2 separate regions of the Oryctolagus cuniculus genome follow, and region 2 is linked to region 1. The links are chromatin contacts, called in public Hi-C maps. All regions are on one chromosome and are shown on one strand. Each heading gives the region's core, a stretch centred on a gene start, on an enhancer-like site or on the middle of the called end of the contact. The rest is flanking DNA. Distances are from core to core; before and after follow the strand shown.

Evidence for each region. A called contact is a pair of places that touch in the nucleus more often than the background predicts.
Region 2: a contact with region 1 is called in a Hi-C map of psoas muscle, with 5 times the contacts expected there. The contact joins the promoter of FNDC3B here to the enhancer-like site in region 1. A contact is called at or near these places in 3 of 6 Hi-C or Micro-C datasets (embryonic fibroblasts, psoas muscle and an unstated tissue).

Annotation. Positions count from the first base shown.
Region 1 is chr4:107,911,956-107,915,274 of mOryCun1.1, forward strand. The region is part of intron 11 of FNDC3B (fibronectin type III domain containing 3B); the gene reads right to left. Among named protein-coding and RNA genes, the nearest start is that of GHSR, 130 kb to the left of the region's middle. Within about 2 kb of position 1,791, at least 2 of the 8 cell types and tissues checked have an H3K27ac peak or open chromatin away from gene starts, as enhancers often do.
Region 2 is chr4:108,199,731-108,203,049 of mOryCun1.1, forward strand. It overlaps FNDC3B (fibronectin type III domain containing 3B), which reads right to left and starts at 1,686. Exons shown (of 25, transcript XM_070072505.1): 1 at 1,544-1,686.

The DNA.
Region 1 (3,319 bases), core at 541-3,040:
ATTTCCTATCTCAATACTTTCTAATACATATTCCTCCATGCCTGGAACTTAGGATCAGGTGGAAAGGTTAGAGCTGTTGGGCCTTTGGAACCTGTTTCAGAAACAGTATCTGTGGATTCTGGAGGCAGGGCTTACTGGGTAATTTTTAGACGTCACAGAATAAAGCCCAAATAAGGGAAAGTGGGTTAACAAAAATACTTCAGACATAAGAGAAATTTTGGAATAAAGCAAAATATTCACATACAATATGGGATTTAATATTAAAGGGATATCTGGAAGAAAAAATTAATATGCACAAAAGTCATCTCAGAGCAAAAGTGACCTCCAGCTGACAGGTCGGCAAATGGCGATGGCGCAGGTCACTGCCGCAGGTGATGCAATCTTAGTGGCATGCCTGGCACTGTCCTTTACCTGTGCTGGGTGCTCAGTTGGCTCTGGGGAGAAGCATTAGAGCAGGAACATGTTCAAAGGTACAGAAGATTTGGAGAATCCGTTTGCAAGCCAAGAAGGATCCCAGCTTGTAAACAGCATTTATAAATAAAACATTAACCAGTTCTTTAAAAAAAAAAAAAGCTAATGCTTTGGAAGATTCCTATGAATGGACAGGAGTGCTAATGTGAATGTTTATCACTGTGTATCAGAAATTAGACATCTCCAAGCCATTACTGTCAGTGAAGTTTTTACAGATGGTAAATTATAACTTCCCTGTTTTATAGGTATTGTGGCTCCAAATGATTCTGAAAGATGAAAATCTACGGCACGTTTCCAATTCCAATAAAATCCGATTTAAACTATTCAGGAGTGCCGAGATGTGCTAACTTCAGGAAGCCTGCTTCTTTAATCATCTGAAGTCAGCCTTATGCAAAGTTCCCTCCTGAAACACGACCCTAACAGAAGTGGGTAATCAGGACCGCTGTTCAGACTGGCTGGCTTCAATAAAATGTCAAACATGAGCAGGAGGGGAGCAGTGCAGTCCTAGCCTGATCCCGATCAGCCACTGCTTCTGGAGGGGCACGCGCTGTGGAAGAGGAGGAGAGGAGCTGAAGGGCTAACTGGGCCCAGGAGCTGGCTGGTCCCTAAGGAAGGAGCTGGGGCCCGGATCCTCTGAACACTGGTAGATCTGGCATGCAGCACCTGAGCAGCAGATTACACCCTCTCTCTGCTGAGTGCTGGACTTCCTGTTTCCAGTGGGGAAGGAAGAAAAAACTGAACCCAATTAGAGAAATTGGTGAGAGGAGGCCTAAAGACCACATCTTGGTCATTTTGGGGCAAACTTAGCCACTGGGCTACTGACCTCATTGGAAACGAACCAATATAAACCCCAGTCACGTTCTGGCCTGACTTCTCCGCTGCCAGCATCTGTGAGCCAAAAAAGGGCATTCAGGCCTCACTGGCTTGCTTCCACTTCGCCATCTCAGGCATGCCCAAATGCTTGTTTCTGCAGCTCACACAGTTCACTCAAGGGCAAGGTTAATCTCCGACAGAATGTGAAGAAATCTTAGAGTACAAACCAACAGATAAACTTTGAGGCGCTCAACTTGGCAGGGGTGACATACTACAAACCTGGGTTGTTTCCTTTTCCAAACTGAGTCTGTCCCTTCTCACCCCATGGAGCCCTAATCTACCATGATCCCCCACCCAGACCCAGCCCGAGAGCCCCCACTGATCACCTTGGGGAATGGTTTTCCACCAGGGCTCACGGGGTTTGTCCTCCACTGCTGGACAAAGCTGCTCTCCAGGAAAGCCTGGACTTCCCGCTGGCTGGCTGGTGTACACGGCATGGAAGGGATCAGCCCTCCCCCAGTCCTGGTGCCTAGTGCTGCCTCTTTCTCAACATAGGACAAAAATAAATCGTGCTGGGTTGGCTGCTCTGCCTCCCCTGCAGTGTCACCATGACTGTGTTTACCAGAATTCATCTGGCCTAGGCTGGGCAACTTGGCAATCTGAACAATTTTGGCAAGCAGGTGCCTCTCTCCATTTCTAGATCCATGCACTAAAAGCGGTCAACACCTTTGGGGGGAAGCCAGCCATCTAACACCTGGCATACTGCACAGCCTGTCAGCATTTGACTCTCTGCTCAATCCTCATTCTCACTTGCTTGTTGACAAGTCCTAAAAACAATGACAGTTGAGCTAGGGCTCTCCATCATACTTGATTCCTGCTAAATCCTGCCATGCTGTGAGGGAGCCCCAGGTTTTATGAAAAGGCCACACAAGGTGGGATGCCAGCCAATTACAGTGCCAGTATTTCATATGCGTGCCAGTTCAAGTCCCAGCTGCTCCACCTCCAATCCAGCTCCCTACTAATATGCCTGGGAAAGCAACGGCAAATGGCCCTAATACTTGGGCCCCTTCCCCCACATGGGGGACCCAGATGGAATTCCTACCTCCTGGCTTCAGCTTGCCCCAGCCAGCCCCAGCCCAGCAATTGTGGCCATTTGGAAGTGGATCAGTAGATAGCAGATCTCTCTCGCGCGGCTGGTGCTATGGCACAGTGGGTGAGGCTGCCACTTGCAATGCTGGCATCCCATATGGGTGCCAGTTCGAGTCCCGGCTGCTCCACTTCCGATCCAGCTAGTAGAAGATGGCCTGAGTCCTTGAGTCCCTGCAGCTGTGTGGGAGATCCGGAAGAGGCTCCTGGCTCTGGTGCAGCTCCGGCCATTGCGGCCAGCTGGGGAATGAACCAGCGGATTGAAGACCCCTCTCTCTCAGCCTCTCCTCTCTCTGTGTAACTCTTTCAAATAAATAAATAAATATTAAGGAAAAAAAAGATCTAACTCTCCCTTTCAAATCTTAAAAAATAAAAAAGGCCACATGGGTAGCCCCAGATAGGCTCTGCCCAGAGCCAGGCAGCACTGCTGTCTAGGACTTGAGAGTGAAGACACCCAGCAGATCCCAGCCCCAGGCAATGGGCCCTCCTAGCTAAGACTCCAGACATCACCATCACCAGGCACAGACCAGCCATTCCCCAGCACCCAGTACAGAGCCTTCAGGCCAGAACCCATGAGCACAGCACCAGCTCTGCTTTAATCTGCTGTGTTTTCAGGCGGTTTGTTATGAAAAACACTCGTCCACTGACGTCCATGTAGTAAGAAGTCCAGCAAACTTGAATACATTCCTCCTTCACTATGAACAGGCAGGAGGGAGGTGTGGAACGTGATGCCAGCACATGAAGCAACTCTCTAGCGTTTGCCTGAATAAAGGGCTCCATCTCTGACACGCATTTAGGACATGCCTTTTCCCTCTAAGCCACCTGACAAAGTAAGGCTCTCCCTGAGTAGATCCAAAAAATTGCTTTTGTGGCAGCCAAACATAATCAG
Region 2 (3,319 bases), core at 436-2,935, 290 kb after region 1:
TCCCTAGCAAGGCCTGGAAACTGGAGGAAATTAAAATCAAATTAGTTGCACATTAAAAAATAAACAGACAAGCAATCTGGGGGTGCCCACCCAACAAAAGACCTCGCCCGTTCAAAAATATGATTACGCCTCGCCGGAGGGGGAAGGAGGGGGTGCGGGGAGGGTGACTTAGGAGCCAACAGGGATGCGGAGATAAACGCCAGGGTTTCTGGCCCCGGCCTGGCCCATCGCGGCCAAATTCTACGTTTTGTCTAAAGAAAATGCTGCGCTGAAGAGGAGAGAAAATAAAAAGTTGTAACTTGGAAGGAAGTCTGCAAACGGCACTGTCTGGATAAAAATGCCAGCGCTTCCTCTCGCCGGAGCGGGCAGGCTGGGATCTGGGATTCGAAAATCTCCAACTCCCACAGCGCACTCCTGGAAGCCTCCCCGCCAACGGCGCCTCGGCGGCCCAGCCCGTCTCCCGGGACGCCGGGCCCGGGTCCGCGTCTTCGACCGGGACGCCAGGGAAAGTTCGCGGGCACAGCCCGGGGCCCGGCTTTCTGCCCAGGGTGACAGGCCCTTCCCACGCCGGCCGCCCCCGCCCCGCCACGGCCACCAGACGGTCCGCGCGGCCCCGGCCCCGGCCCGCCCGGCCCCTCGCGGCCGCCTCGGGGTGCGGATTCCGCCCGCCGCCCCACCCCCGGCCGCGGCGCCCCTCGGGGGTGACCGACTGACCGGAGCTCCGCTGGCCACGTTCCGGGTCGCCCGCGTCTTCCCGCCGCGCCCCGCTCCCCCGCCCGAGCTCCCAGCCGCCAGGCTCGCCAAGTCCGGCCGCGGCCGCCGGTTACCGCCCCCAGCCCGGGGGGGAGCCTGTGGGGCAGGACGGGGAGGGAGGACGTGGCGCGCTCGAAGGTGGCCAGCGGCGAGGCGGGGAGTGTCCCGTAGGGGCCGGGCCGGGGGCGGGCGGCCCGCGGCGAGGGCGCGGGACCCTCCCGGCCAGCGCCGGAGTCCGTGCCCCCGGGCCCGCGCCGCCCCCCGACTCGCAGCCCCACTTGGCACGCGCGCCTCCGCCCTCCACCATATGGAAATCTACAGCCTCGGAAAGTGACACGTCGGAGATTCCTCGGCCGGCCGCCGCCGCCTCCCCCTCCCGCCGGCGTTCCTGCCGCGGGGATTCCGGGCGGGGGAGCGGATTCCTCGGACCTCGGCCGCGGGAGGCTGGGGAGGGGGAGGCCGGGGGCAGCTGCCCGGCTTTTCTTCCCCACGGGAGGAATCAAGCCCGTCCCTCCCTCCTCCAGACCCCGGCGAGCGCGGGCCGGGGAGGGGGGGACGGCGGTGGGGGTGGGGGGCAGACAGGAGAGGCCGCCCCCTCACGGGCCCCGTGTTCGCGGGGCTCCCCCGCACTCCGGCGCCAAGTTTTCCCCGGGAAGCCCAGAGCGCTCCCGGGACGGGAACGCACTTTGGCGGACTAGGCGTCCGGCCGGGGCTTTCCAGCGCGCCGGGAGCAGGCGGCCGAGCGCGGGGTCCCGGTGGGCTGCAGCCCCCGGGCGCCTGCACGCCTTACCTTCCCTGGGGCTGAAACGCGGGGCTCCGGGCGCGCCACACACGCGTCGCCCACGCCTTCCCAGTCGGCAGCCCGCAGGATCCCTGCCGCCCCCTTCGCTGCTCCCGCCGCCGCCGCCGCCGCCGCCGCCGCTGCTCTCCTCCTCCTCCTCCTCCGGCCGCCGCCGCCGCTCAAATAACTACCAGGAGGGTTTGATGGGGGATTCCGCCATGTCAATGATGTCGGGACCACATGGGGATTTGGGGCCCGCCCACTGCCGTAAACCGCCGAGTAGTCCCGCCGACACAATCGCAGACGCGCTGGAGCTGGGGGAGCCTCGCTGGCTGGCCCCCGCACAGCCTCACCGAGCTGGAACTCCTTTTGACTCAGCCGGACTAGGGAGGTCTGAGGCGTGGAAGAACCGGCGACGCCCGAACCGGGACGGTGCGCGCTCTGCAGATCGCCAAAACACCGGGATAAACAGTGTGAGCTCAGTCACAAAGCTGAAGCCCTGACACATTTTTTTCATTTACACCTATATTTCCTTTATTTCTGTTGTTAATCCCCGCAGACACCCAGTGTGCTGTTCTGGCACTCCTTTCTGTATTGCCACCGCTTTTGTTCTCGCAGCTCACGTGGCACCAGCTCACTTAACCGAGTGGAAATGCCTGTTTCCCCCTTCATTAGCCAGTATGCACTCTCGGAATATGCCTTGCTCTTATCTGTACCTGTCGAGCACAGCACAGCGCAGGGATCACTATAGGACTCATAAGGTGACCGTTAGGTTTGTATTACTTGAGTCAAATGCGTGTGTTCCCGTTACTCAGGCTCACGAAGGTTTATAGACCCCCATCCCATTCTTCCCCTCAAATTAACAAGGGATATCAGGAAAGGAGAACTGAGGTTCACGCAGAGAAGCCCTTGCCTTCCATGGCTGCCCCGGGAGGAATTCTGAGTAACTGCACTAGGCCTCAACTGTTAAACTAGGAGCCAGGAACTCCATCCAGCTCTCCCAAGTGGGTGGCAGGGGCCGAAGTACTTGGGCTGCCTTCTGCTGCCTTCCCAGGTGCATTAGCAGGGAGCTGGATCCGAATTGAGGTAGCCGGGACTGACCCGAGTACTCCAATGCAGGATGCCCAACATGGCAAGCAGCAGCTTAATCGACTGTACCACAACGCCAGCCCCTTGAAGCCGTCTTTCTAAATTACCGGTCCAATCCTGGGTCATAGTTCTGTGTGGGCAAACACAGAAAAAAGGCAAGGGTTCCCCAGGAGCCACAGAGCACGGTCCAGGCTCTCATGCAGGCACAGGGGACCGGTCCCACCAGACCCAACTGGACTCCAGCCTTGGCCTTGCCAGCTTCCCCCTGAGCCATGCCCTCCAGCCCAGTTTAACCCAGAGTCACCTGGGTCCCTTTGTGCCTCCCCTCTGTCTAGAACACTCTTCATCTTCCCTCTGTAAGATCATTTACTGATCCTTGAGCTGTAGCCAGAATCTCTCTCCCTTCCCACAGTCCCATAACCTTTTTTTCTCATAATCTCATAATTCTTTTCACTTTTTCTCACATTGCTCTGAAGTCATTTACCTGTTCCATTTGCCTGAGTCTTGTTCGTTTTTGTATCCACAGCATCAACCTAGAATTGTGCTTTGAATATAGTAGCCCCTTATGTTTTTTGAATAAATTAATTGTAAAAAGTATGTGGGAGAGGGTCCAGCACTGTAGTGAAGTAGGCGAAGCTACCACTTGTGGCACCGGCATCCCATATGGGTCCCAGTTCGAGTCCCAACTGCTCTACT